2 separate regions of the Mus musculus genome follow, and region 1 is linked to region 2. Evidence: chromatin contacts called from public promoter capture Hi-C data. All regions are on one chromosome and are shown on one strand. Each heading gives the region's core, a stretch centred on a gene start, on an enhancer-like site or on the middle of the called end of the contact. The rest is flanking DNA. Distances are from core to core; before and after follow the strand shown. Region 1 has its middle 46 kb from the start of Gm30998. Region 2 has its middle 21 kb from the start of Gm38729.

Region 1 (6,338 bases), core at 10-2,509, 1.3 Mb before region 2:
CTTTAGTCAACCTTGCCCCAGACCAACTTGTAAGTAATTAGACCAGAAGATCTAGGGCTGTGTTAGCTTTCTGGCACTGCGATTAAAACACCTAGAACAAGAAACGTACAAGGAGGAAAAGTCTATTTTGACTCACAGTTTCAGAGACTTCAGGCCATAGTTGCCTGGCCTTGTTATCCTGGGCTGTGGCGACACAGTACATGGCAGCCAGAGCACATGCTGGAGGAAGTCAGCTCGCCTCACGGCAATTGGGCAACAGAGAGGGAAGGGCGCAGGTGTGTGTGTGTGTGTGTGTGTGTGTGTGTGTGTGTGTGTGTACAGTCCTCCTCAAGGGCATGTTCTCCAATGACCTAACTTTATCCTGTTTGTCCCGAAGTCCTAAAGTTGCCACCAATTCCCAACAGCCTCGTCAGCTGAGGACCAAGCCAGCCTGGGATCTTTCTTTCCTTTTTTTTTTTTTTATTAAAGGATTTATTTATTTATTTATTGGTTTTCTGAGACAGGGTTTCTCTGTGTAGCCCTGGCTGTCCTGGAACTCACTCTGTAGACCAGGCTGGCCTTGAACTCAGAAATCTGCCTGTCTCTGCTTCCCGAGTGCTGGGATTAAAGGCGTGCGCCACCACTGCCCAGCTGGGATCTTTCTTTCCTGATGGTCAGTCGTCACTTGGATTGTTTTAGAGGCAGACATGGATTCCGGGCAGCAATCACCTTGCCTAAGTTGAGGCAGTAGGAAAACACTATAAGTCTCATTCCGATCCAAACCTCACATCTGTCTTCCGATTTGGGGCCATTTTGGGCCGGAAGGAGTAGTGGAGAGGGTGAGACCCGGTGGGATTCCTATGCTTGCTCCCCTGGCTTCCCGAGCAAGTAGCTACAGGCAAAAGTGAGAACGAGAGAATGAGAGGCAAACTCGTGGCTTCTGATGCTGTTCTGTCCTGCCCAGGCCAGTGGAGCAAATAGTTCAATAGTTAAAGTTGCACACTATCCCATTCTCTTTTCTTCCTACTTGAGAGCCCAGTCGTGGCACTGTCTGAGCCTGGCTTCTTGGAGAAGCCAAAGCAAAGACGCACAGAACTGAAGAACGTGAAATTCTAGCCGCAGCATCATCATGGCTAACTGTGTGACCCCAGGAGTGTCACCACCCTCTCTGGACCTCCTTTTCTTTAAGTTTGTGAGGTCATTCCACGGTCTATGGCATGGGCCGAGACGTGAGGCTGGGCAACTGACAAGAAGTGACCACAAGGTGGCAGTAGAAGCCTGAGATTTATTCTGTTGACGACACTTGGCCAGATTTATGTGAAGGGCAGTTTCAGGGGCTAAGGTGTGGGGCCACCACTTAGGGAGAGTTGGGACGCTGGAGGGGCTGGGATCAGAGCAGCCTCTGGCTCACCTCCATGATGTCTCAAGGTAACTTGATCTCTTTGTGGCTAGATGTGCCTTGTGCCTCAAGTACATGAATGGACATTGGGCTCTGTGTGTGTGTATGTGTATTTTGTAAGTTTTTTTGTTTTTTTGAGACAAGGGTTCTCTGTGTAGCCCTGGCTGACCTGGAACTCACACTGTAGATGAGGCTGGCCTTGAACTCACAGAGATCTACCTGCCTCTGTTTCCAGAGTGCTGGGATTAAAGGTGTGTACAACCACCACCTGGCTATTTTGTAAGTTTTAAAAAATAACATACTTAAAAAAATAAGTTAAGACTGTTATGGTAGAGCCTTTAATTCCAGCATTTGGGAGGCCGGAAGAAGAAGAAAAAGAGGAGGAGGAGGGGGAGGAGAAGGAAGAAGAAGAGGAAGATAAGAAGGAAGAGAGCTGGACAACACAATTGTCTTCTGGTCTCTATTTCTCCGGCACACAGCGTGCACACACACACACACACACACACACACACACACAGAGTCTGAGCCAACCATTTTTTTGTTACTGCTGTTGCTAGTCCCTAAACAATGCTGTCTAGCAACCGTTTACACAGACTTGACCTTGCATTAGTCTAAGTAATATAAAGAATACTGCAAGTGCGTGGGAAGATGGACATGGGTTCTCTACAAGCACCATCACATCTATACAGGGCCTACGTATCCACACAATGTTCGCCGAGGGTCCCAGAACTGAAGCTCCAGGCATCCCAAGGGCGACTGTATTACTGGGATTTAAATACATCGAGGAGGATGCATTTGTGGGCGATCTTGAGCTTAGCCAGGCTCAAGGACATCTGCGTAAAGGAACAAATGTCCAAATGATGCTACTTAGAGAGAAGTCCCTAGGCCAGGAAGATGGCTCAGTGGGCAGAGCTCATGTAAAGTCAACATGATAGTGCATACCTGGAATCCCAGCACTTCTAAGGCAAGATGGAAGGTGAAGGAAGGCAAGAGAATTCCTGGAAACATATGGGCAGGGTAGCCTGGTGTACACAGCGGGGCAAACAAGAGACCTGGGCTCCACCAAGGGGCAAGGACATGATTGACAGCTGAGCTTTTCCTCTGACCTCCACTCATGTGTCATGGTAAGCATGCACCCCTACTCACAGGAACACACACACACACACACACACACACAGTGTACACACACAGATAAAAAGTAAAAATAAAATACAGTACCTAAAAAAAACATCCCTTCAAGGGTAAATTTTCCGGTCTTGAAAGTCACTTTAAGATGAAGCAACGTGAGACTTAGTCTGTCCCTCAACGAGGGCAAACAAGCTAAATAGACTTTTCTAAAGTGCTGCTGGGACTCTGTCATTGCTATTCGGCTTGTCACACAGCTCTGTCAAGAAGCCTAAATTTAGATGGTTCCTTGTTCGGAAACCAGGACATTCCGTTTTTGTCCGAAAAGCAATGACACAGAATTGAATCCTGTTCAGTTGCTGTTAATTCATAAGACATTTGGATCCAGCTGAAGAAATAGAGATGTTAATTGCATTGTTATTTATAGTAGCGTAAATTAGAAAAAAAATCTAAGTGGTAAAAAAGGAGAAAATAAACTGTGGTGTAGTTAATCAAGGAATATTATGTGAACATTAAGAAGGATGGTCAGGCCGGGCATGCCTTTAATCCCAGCACTTGGGAGGCAGAGGCAGGTGGATTTCTGAGTTTGAGGCCACCCTGGCCTACAAAGTGAGTTCCAGGACAGTCAGGGCTACACAGAGAAACCTTGTCTTGAAACACCCCCCCCCCCAAAAAAAAGGGATGGTCATGGGGTTGGGAGATAGATTAGTCAGTGCCTTAGAATCCACATTGAGAAGAACCAGACAGGACTACTAATGCATGCTTGTAGTGCAATGATGACCACTGACCAGCCGACCTAGTCAAAAAACAGCCATCCCAGGTTCTAGTGCGAGACCCTGTCCCTAAAAATAAAAGAGTATTACTTTAAGGAGCAACATCTGAGATTGACCTCTGCCCCCGACCCCCCCCCCCATAAATAATATTAATAGTAACAATAATAACATTGAAAATAAAACCATAGGTTATTTATGGTGATCTATGCCTTACATGCAATTCTAGTACTTGAGAGGCTGATGCAGAGGCTGATATATGTTTCTATATATTTATATCTATATCTACATTTATATCTACATCTAAGTTTACATCTGTATCTATATCTGTATATATCTGTGCATGTACCTCAATTGCACGTGGAGTTCAGAGGACAACCTAAGGAAATTGGTTCTCAAACTAAACACAGCACGTGCCTTTGATCACTGAGCCACGTCATTGGACCCAAGTTGCAATACTGTTTATGGAGGAAAATTTTTTGTGGCTTTCCAGAGTAAAGATTTTGTAGTGTGAGATCACTTGAAGTGCGTTTAGCAGGGACGAGTGATGGAGATATCAGGAGGCAGCGTTGGGATTCAGGGTCCCAGCAACATCTCTGGGCTTGGAGGACACCCAAGCCACTTTAGTTTTTGTACACACAGAGCAGCAATCTTCCAGTTAGGCATGGTGACGTATGTATTCAGCATTCAGGAGGCTGAGGCAGGAGAATCACTCAAGGTCAGCCTGGGCTACATAGTGATGTCTTGTCTCGACACAAAACTCACTAGAAAAAAAAAATCTATGCTGGGAGAGTTCAGTCACTAATGTGCTTGCCATGGAAGTGTGAGGACCTGGAGTTCAGTGTCCAGTAACCAGGTATGATGGTCTGCCCTTGTAATCCCAGAAATGCGGGCGGGGGGGTGGGGGGCAAGGAGGCGGAGGCGGAGGCGGAGGCGGAGGCGGAGGCGGAGGCGGAGGCGGAGGCGGAGGCGGAGGCGGAGGGATCCCTAGGCTAGGAGGCTCTGCCAGTTTAACCTCGCTGACAAACTCCAGCATGCACCGCTATGCCCTGGCTTTTATATGGGTTCTGGGGACTGAACTCAGGTCCTCATGCTTGTGCAGCTAAAACTTTACCGAATGGCCAGGTCTCCAGAGCCAGAGGCTGCCTCTTGTGCTGACCACGCAGTCTGGTCAACTGGGTGGCAAAGGTGGCAGGCTGGGTTCTCACACAACCCCCCACCCCAGCCAGGCCAAAGGAAGAGATCCTGGCCCTGGCAGAGGGTACTCAGTGGGCTGCTAAGTACTGGCTATTGTTCAGCTGGCAGGTGTGAAGTCTGACTGGGATTATGTCTCTCTTGTGGTCTCTGCCATGTCTTCTTCAAGCGTTGCTTATCCTTCATGACCGTCTGTCTTGACCCAGACACTTTCGTGTCTGCCGAGGTCATGTGACCCTCTGCATGGGCTGTAGAACTGAGAGGAGACTCAAGATTGCACTGCTCAACTGGTGATGAGTGAGAGCTAAGGTCAGTATTGCATTTAGCCATGAAAAAAGATGGCAGGAGCCTGGTCTCTTTAGATGCTGGGAAGGACTTGTGAATGGGTGAACACTGAGTTGAAGAAGTGTTTAGGGTTCTCTAGAGGAATAGACCCGGCAGAGTGATTTTACATTAAAAGAGGGATTTGCTAGTTGGCTTACACAACAGAGGCTGGGTAGCCCATCCCTGGCTGGCTGTATGCTGAAGAAATGGAGAACAAAAACACTCACTCTGTGAGTCTGCTGCTGCCGGCCTGGATGATTCCTGGTGAGCTGCTGGGCTTCAGTCCATGTTAGAAAGTGGAAGATGCCCGGTTCCGATGTTGGGTGTAGGGTGGCGGCACAGCCATGGTGGCAACAGGATAGATGCACTCACGAGCCAGAAGATGAGACAGGCAAGTGAGCAGCTGTCTTCCCTGCAGACCCTGGGCGGTGCCACCCATTTACCCCACCCCCAAGTCAATCTTTCCTGCTAACATCCTCAAAGACCCATCCAGGGTGTGTGTCTTAGCTGATTCCAGATCCAATTAAGTTGACAGTCAAAATCTAAAACTTCCTCGGTATCTGCCTCGGCTTCTGTTACCTCTGCCACAACCCGTAGAACTTCAGGCAAAAGAGAATAGTAGGCTTGGGAATTGTGTAATGGTTCAGTGGGAAAAGGCACTTGTCGCCAAGCCTCAGGACATGAGGGGTTCTAGAAAGAGAAAACTCATGACACAAAATAAGTAAGTGTGACAGAAGGAGAATAGGCTCATCTGGCAGTCAGACAAACAAATGACATGGAGACAGACAGACAGATAGAAACACACACACACAAACAGAGAGAGAGAGAGACAGACAGACAGATACACACACACAAAGAGAGAGAGAGAGCGAGTAAAAGTGATAACATTGATGGATGACATTTGAGCAAACATTGTATTTGATTAGAGAAATAAATTAGTGTGCTGGTGGTGTATGTGTGTAATCCAGGTGCTCACTCAGGAGGCTGAGGGAGGAGGGTCATAAGGCTGAAGTCAGCCTGCCTGGGCTGGACTCTGAGCTCAGGTTAACCTGAGTGATGTATCAAATCCTGTTTCTAAAAAATTGAGTAATCTAGTGGCTGAGGCCTTTGGACCAATCCAGGGTTTGTTACTTCGTTTGTTTTGAGACAAAATCTTATGTAGGCCAGGCTGGCCTTGAGCTTGCCTTGTAGCTGAAGAAGGCAGCCAGCATTCTGCTCTGACCTCCGTGCGTGTGTATACTTACACACTCACATGTGTGCCACACACATAGCTGGGCAGGGTGGTTCACACCTGTAATTCCAGCCCTCAGGAGGCAGAGGCAGGAGGATTATGAACTCGAGGCTTGCCTGGACAATATAGCAAGACTCTGTCTCTAGACAGACAAATGGATATAAAGCATCAAAGATGTAGAGTCTAAAAGTGATTTTGGCATGTTTGTGAGGAGGGGTGGGGCCACGTTTAGTTTGGGCTACTGCTCATTTGTTACCTCTGTATACCTGCCCTTACTGCTGCTGATCCCACGGAAGTGTGGAGCCCCTGCGCCCTC
Region 2 (5,548 bases), core at 651-3,150:
CATCAGGGTTCCTCTGAGCTGGGCTGTAACTGAGGAAGGAAGAGAAAGAGCAGGGAGAGAAGGGAGAAAGATGAAGGGAGGGAGGGAGAGAGGGAGGGAACGGAGGGAGGGAGGGAGGGAGGGAGAGATGGATGGAGGGAGGGATGGAGGGATGGATGGAGGGGTGGAGGGATGGAGGGAAGGGATGGAGGGAGAGAGGGAGGGAAGGAGGGAGGGATGGATGGAGGGAGGGAGGGAGGAATGGAGGGAGGGAGAGAGGGAGAGAGGGATGGAGGGATGGATGGAGGGGTGGAGGGATGGAGGGAAGGGATGGAGGGATGGATGGAGGGACGGAGGGAGGGAGGGAGGGATGGAGGGAGGGAGGGAGGGAGGGATGGAGGGAGGGATGGAGGGAGAGAGGGATGGAGGGATGGATGGAGGGGTGGAGGGATGGAGGGATGGAGGGAGGGAGGGAAGCCCTGGGTTTAATACCCAGCACCAGCATTAACTGGACCAGTCCTGTAGGCCTGTAATCTCAGCACTTAGAAGGAAGAAGGTCTTCTTTGGCTACATAAGGAGTTTGAGAGCATCCTGGGCTATATAGGACCCTAGCTCACTGAAATGAGTAAAGGGATGGATGGATGGATGGATGGATGGATGGATGATCAATCCAATGCCCCCTGCTGAGTGGGCTTTCACAAGGCTGACTGGTCCTCCTGCCTCTAACTGACATACACCTGCCAGCAAACCTCCATAAGATTGATTGATTTGGCACTAGATTTGGTCATGACCCCGGCAATGCCCCTCATTCTGGGACACTTGTTTTGATGGCCTCTGCCACTGTCACAAACAACTTTCTTGGCTTCTTGTCCACGTTGCCCTTCATATCACATGTTCTTCAGGTAATTTCCCAACATGACACATATCCCTACACAGAAATGGTCCCAAGCCTCCTCAACTTGGATCAGTTCCCTCTGGCAGGAGTGTGTGCGTTCTGGTTCTAAGGCTCATGAGTGTGCCTTTTTAGCATCCTGCTAACACCCAGACCCCTCTGGTACGGTATCTCTCCAGCAGACCACTCTGTTTCTCATTCGCGGTGCCTTCGATTCTCCCCTGGCTGATCCAGCTACCCATCTCTGCAGTGATCCTTAAAAGTCTTCTATCTCGACCATTTAATAAATTACAGACTTCTGCTTGTATTTGCATAGGAAGTCTGTAATTAGCCGCGGGGCATTTTGTTAAACTTCTCTGTGAAAGATGCTGGAGAAAAAAAAAAGAATAAATTCTCTTATTGTATTGTACTCCTGGGAGAGCGCTCCACTCACCGCCTCCACATCCCTTCCCCCTCCCCCACAGCACCACTGTCAACCAAATTTCCACTCTCTTCTTGCCAGCTGGTTCTTTTAGCCTCTGAGTTCATTTCAGGGTCCAGGGCAGTTTCCAACATCCCCATCTTTGTCGGGAGGGTCTTACTTACCACAGTTAACTTTGCTCATATTGCAGCATGCCTGAGAACAAGAATGAAGTGTGTTTATCTTTATTTGCTGTGCTCTCCCCATGAGTGACAATCACAACTGAATTACCATTGTTTAAGAAACTTGTTCATGTATTTCGGAGCTGTTGAGAGACACCATGCAAGATGAGATTGGACTCAATGAAAGCTCTATACCAAAGCATTGCTAGCTTAGGGTCCCCCTAGTAGGAGTCCCTTGGATAGAGGACCTTAGAAGTAATATTTGTTTCAGCCTCCAAAGACCATCATAGCTCTGCCATCTGCCTCGCTAACTCCCTGGCAGGCGAGCGAAGGCTGGGTTCACAGGATGGCTCTGCGCCCATTATAAATGCGACCCTTTCTATTTCCTTGTAAAGAAATCTCTGGCTCTTTTCAAGGCTGTCCAAAAGGAATAGGGCTGTCAAGGAAGAACTTTGTACTTGGCTCAACAAGGTTATTCTCCATTTATTTCCCTGAAAGCAACCAGGCTCTGTGCTCTGAGGAAGGAAGCAGGGAAGTACATCAACAGAAACTTCTGGGGGTCTCACTAGGGCTGAGGAGATAGACCTTGCAAGATCCCTGCCTTCTGGAAGCTTCCATTCCAACAAACAGAGCCCACAGGAGAACTCACAGGGAGGGGCTGCCTTGAGCACTGGCACAGGAGTCAAACAAACACGAGAGCCAGGACCTTCTCTTTAGGATGAAGGTCTGTCAAGAATTTGTTTCGTGACATATTCTATTTCTCTTTGTAGTGCTGGGGCTGTTACCCGGTAGCCTGTACATGCTAGGCAGGGGCTCTACCTCTGAGCCACACCCCAGCCCCTCACTGGGGGATTCTAGGCAGGGGCTCTACCACTGAGCCACACCCCAGCCCCTCACTGGGGGGGTTCTAGGCAGGGGCTCTACCACTGAGCCACACCCCAGCCCCTCACTGGGGGGTTCTAGGCAGGGGCTCTACCACTGAGCCACACCCCAGCCCCTCACTGGGGGGTTCTAGGCAGGGGCTCTACCACTGAAGCATGACCCTATGCCAGACTTGAGGGGTTATAACTTCTGAGAAATTATTACATTTGAGATATAAGAACTTATGCCACCTATTCTCAATAAGCCAATAAAAGAGCCAAATTAATAATGAGGAGCAGAACTAGGAGATGTATTAGTGTATTCAATGGGGGCACATTGAGAAGAGGGTCAAGAAGATTTGGGGAACCTCCCAGTCTGCCTTTAGAGCCCTAAAAACAAGAGTTTAAATAGAGGTCAAGGATATGAATATCAAAGTAGTCCCACTCAGTCAAGGCGTGGTCCCACCCATCCTTGTCTGGGCTTCAGCTCAAGGTGTAAGAATTCTGACAAGCTGATGGAACTGTGTAAAACCTCCATGAAAACAAGTTCCCCATCCGATGGGGCCTTGCCCTTCTCCCAGCATGAGATTTCTAGGGAAACCGCCATTTCTCTGGGGCCCATTGTTTCAATAGCCTGATAGGTGAGTGTCTCTTTAGAAAGCCCTCATTTCTGCCAGGCTGGTTACAAAGTGGCAAGTCTGCACCTGACTGAACTCAATTCAAACAGTTGACCTAGACTTTTTCTTGGGCCTCATCTAGGGGTTAATCTCCCTCTTCTTATTTAACACATATAGATTTCCTGGAATACCAGAAAGCCTTGAAACAAGTCACTAGAAATTTTGTAGCTCACTCCTGTCTGCTCCTTCCTGCTTCATTTTGGGGAAATTTACCTTAGCCTCCCATTAGTGACTGCTCAGCAGGGACTCCTCGCTGACCCAGAGCATTTCTGCTTGCCAGCTCCAAACTCCTCTCTCCCAGCCAGGAGTGGCTGTGTGTGAGAGACCCCTTGACCATGTCAGAAATGTGTGCGTATACCAGTGCTTGCGTGCACATGTGTATATGTGGCCAGAGGATAATCTTGGTTGTTATTCCTCAGACATCATCAATCTTTTGAGCCAGGGTCTCTCACTGGCCTGGAATTCTCCAATGAGGCTAGGCTGGCCAGAAAACCCCAGGGGTCCTCCTGCCTCCCCTCTCCAGTATTGAGATCACAAGCATATACCACCATGCCTGGCTTTTTTGTGTGGGTTCTGAGACTCAAACTCAGATCTTCATGTTTGTGCAGTAAGCACTTTACCCATGAGCCATTTCCTTAGCCCCCCAAAGGCCATTGGTGGATAACTAGATTCTAAATGATTTTTAAAAAAAATTTTTTTGAGACAGTGTTTTTCTTTGTAGCCTTGGCTGTCCTGGAACTGACTCTGTAGACCAGGCTGGCCTTGAACCCAGAGATCCACCTGCCTCTGTCTCCTGACTCCTGGGATTAAAGATGTGTGCCACCACCACCTGGCCCAAATGATTTAATTTTTAAAGTCAAACTTTATATTCAAAATGAAAATTTTAGCTATCTTCTTGATTGCTGGCCAAATGTTCCCATTTCTCCACGAGACCTTCCTAGAACCCACTCCCTTTGCCTTGGGACCCGGCAGCATTCCACCAGCAGGTGCAGTCTACATGCATTGAATCCAGCCTGACCATATGAATCACAGTGGCATATGAGATGCAGTAAAAATGAATGCAAGCCAGTCAGGAGGTTAGGCTTCAAGAGTGTGTGCACAGGTGTTGTCTGTCTTGCAATGTTGCTGTCTCCATGGCAACAAGCCCAACTGTTGCTGGAACATGTAACACCCTGGGGACTGTAGCTACCAGCAGCTCACCCACAGCAGAGGTGAACTCAACCAAAATGTTGAGGTTCTAAGATCTAGAGGTAACCAAACACATAAATAGGGGGGATAGCTTTCAATCCACATAGTAGTTTGTTTCCTGGCATTATATATGATACTAGACCCTTTGGGTAAATTCCAGGCATTGTGCTTGCTCTGGTGTGAGGAGCAAGATGTAAGCATGATTCCTGGTGTATCCAATGGCTCAGAGTCTGTGGGGTTTTCCAAACCAGCAATTCTAAGTTTGCTGCAACCAAATACCTGATGAAAACAAAGAGAGGAAAAGTTAGTTTTGGCTCCTAGTTTTAGAGGAGTCTGTGCTTGTCGTTGCAGAGAAGTTGTGTGGCAGTGGGAATGCGTATGTGGGACTCTTCACACCATGTAAGACAGGAAGCAAGACTGAAACCAGAGGTCAGCGTAAGCTACCGTCTTAGGTAGGGTTTCCATTGCTGCAATGAAGTACCACGACCAAAAACCAAGTTGGGGAGGAGAGGTTTTCTTTGGCTTATACTTCCATATTCATCATTGAACATTCCATGTTCATCACTGAAGAATGTCAGAACAGAAACTCAAACAGGGCAGGAACCTTCAGGCAGGAGCTGATGCAGAGGCCATGGAGGGGTGCTGCTCACTGGCTTGTTCATCATGGCTTGCTCAGACTGTTTTCTGACAGAACACAGGACCACCAGCACAAAATGACACCACCCACAGTGGGCTGGGCCCTCCCCCATCAATCATTAATTAAGAAAATGCCTTAGAGCTAGCTGGATCTTATGGAGCCATTTTCTCCATTGAGGTTCCTGCCTTTCAGATAACTCCACCTTGTGTCAAGTTGGCATAAGAACAGCCAGCATGGCTACAAAGGCCCATGCCAGTGTCCTAAATCCACCAGCTAGAACCTATATCCACAAGGTTCCACCCAAGGGGGGTCCAGTGTTCAAACACTTGAGTTTGCCAGGAATTGTGATGGGTAATCTGGTCAACTTGATGAGACTTCAGATCTCCTTGGAAACAGTCTCTGAGATGCCCATGAGGAAACATCTAGATGAGATTAACTGAGGTAAAAAAGACCCAGCCTACCTGAGTGAAGGGAGCATGGGAGCTGAGCACCAATATCCACCTCTCTCTCTCTCCTTCCTGACTGTGGATCCATGTGGCCAGCAGCCTCAGATTCCTGCTTCTTTGCAACTAGGACAGGCTGTGTGCCCTTGAGCTATGAGGTAAAGTAAACCCCTCCCTCCTTAAATCGCTTCTCTTGGGCATTTAGTCACAACAGCAAAAACAGTAACTAATATAGAGACTGTGGTGGTTTGAATATACCTGGCCCCCAAAAAATGGCACTATTTGGAAGT

The links. Promoter capture Hi-C pulls out the DNA fragments that hold promoters and counts their contacts.
Region 1: a contact with region 2 is called in a promoter capture Hi-C map of neural stem cells. The contact joins two enhancer-like sites. A contact is called at or near these places in 1 of 39 promoter capture datasets (neural stem cells), 1 of 15 datasets of contacts at CTCF or cohesin (stem cell-derived epiblast-like cells), 7 of 484 Hi-C or Micro-C datasets (the HL-1 cell line, Th1 cells, cerebral cortex and 4 more), 2 of 115 datasets of contacts at active chromatin or transcription factors (T-cell acute lymphoblastic leukemia and VIP interneurons) and 1 of 9 other capture datasets (embryonic stem cells).

What each region holds. Positions count from the first base shown.
Region 1 is chr5:142,314,397-142,320,734 of GRCm38.p6, reverse strand. No RefSeq gene overlaps it. Among named protein-coding and RNA genes, the nearest start is that of Gm30998, 46 kb to the left of the region's middle. Within about 2 kb of position 1,259, at least 10 of the 459 cell types and tissues checked have an H3K27ac peak or open chromatin away from gene starts, as enhancers often do. A contact at or near this core is called in neural stem cells, where this site is marked.
Region 2 is chr5:141,031,788-141,037,335 of GRCm38.p6, reverse strand. No RefSeq gene overlaps it. Among named protein-coding and RNA genes, the nearest start is that of Gm38729, 21 kb to the right of the region's middle. Within about 2 kb of position 1,900, at least 6 of the 459 cell types and tissues checked have an H3K27ac peak or open chromatin away from gene starts, as enhancers often do. A contact at or near this core is called in neural stem cells, where this site is marked.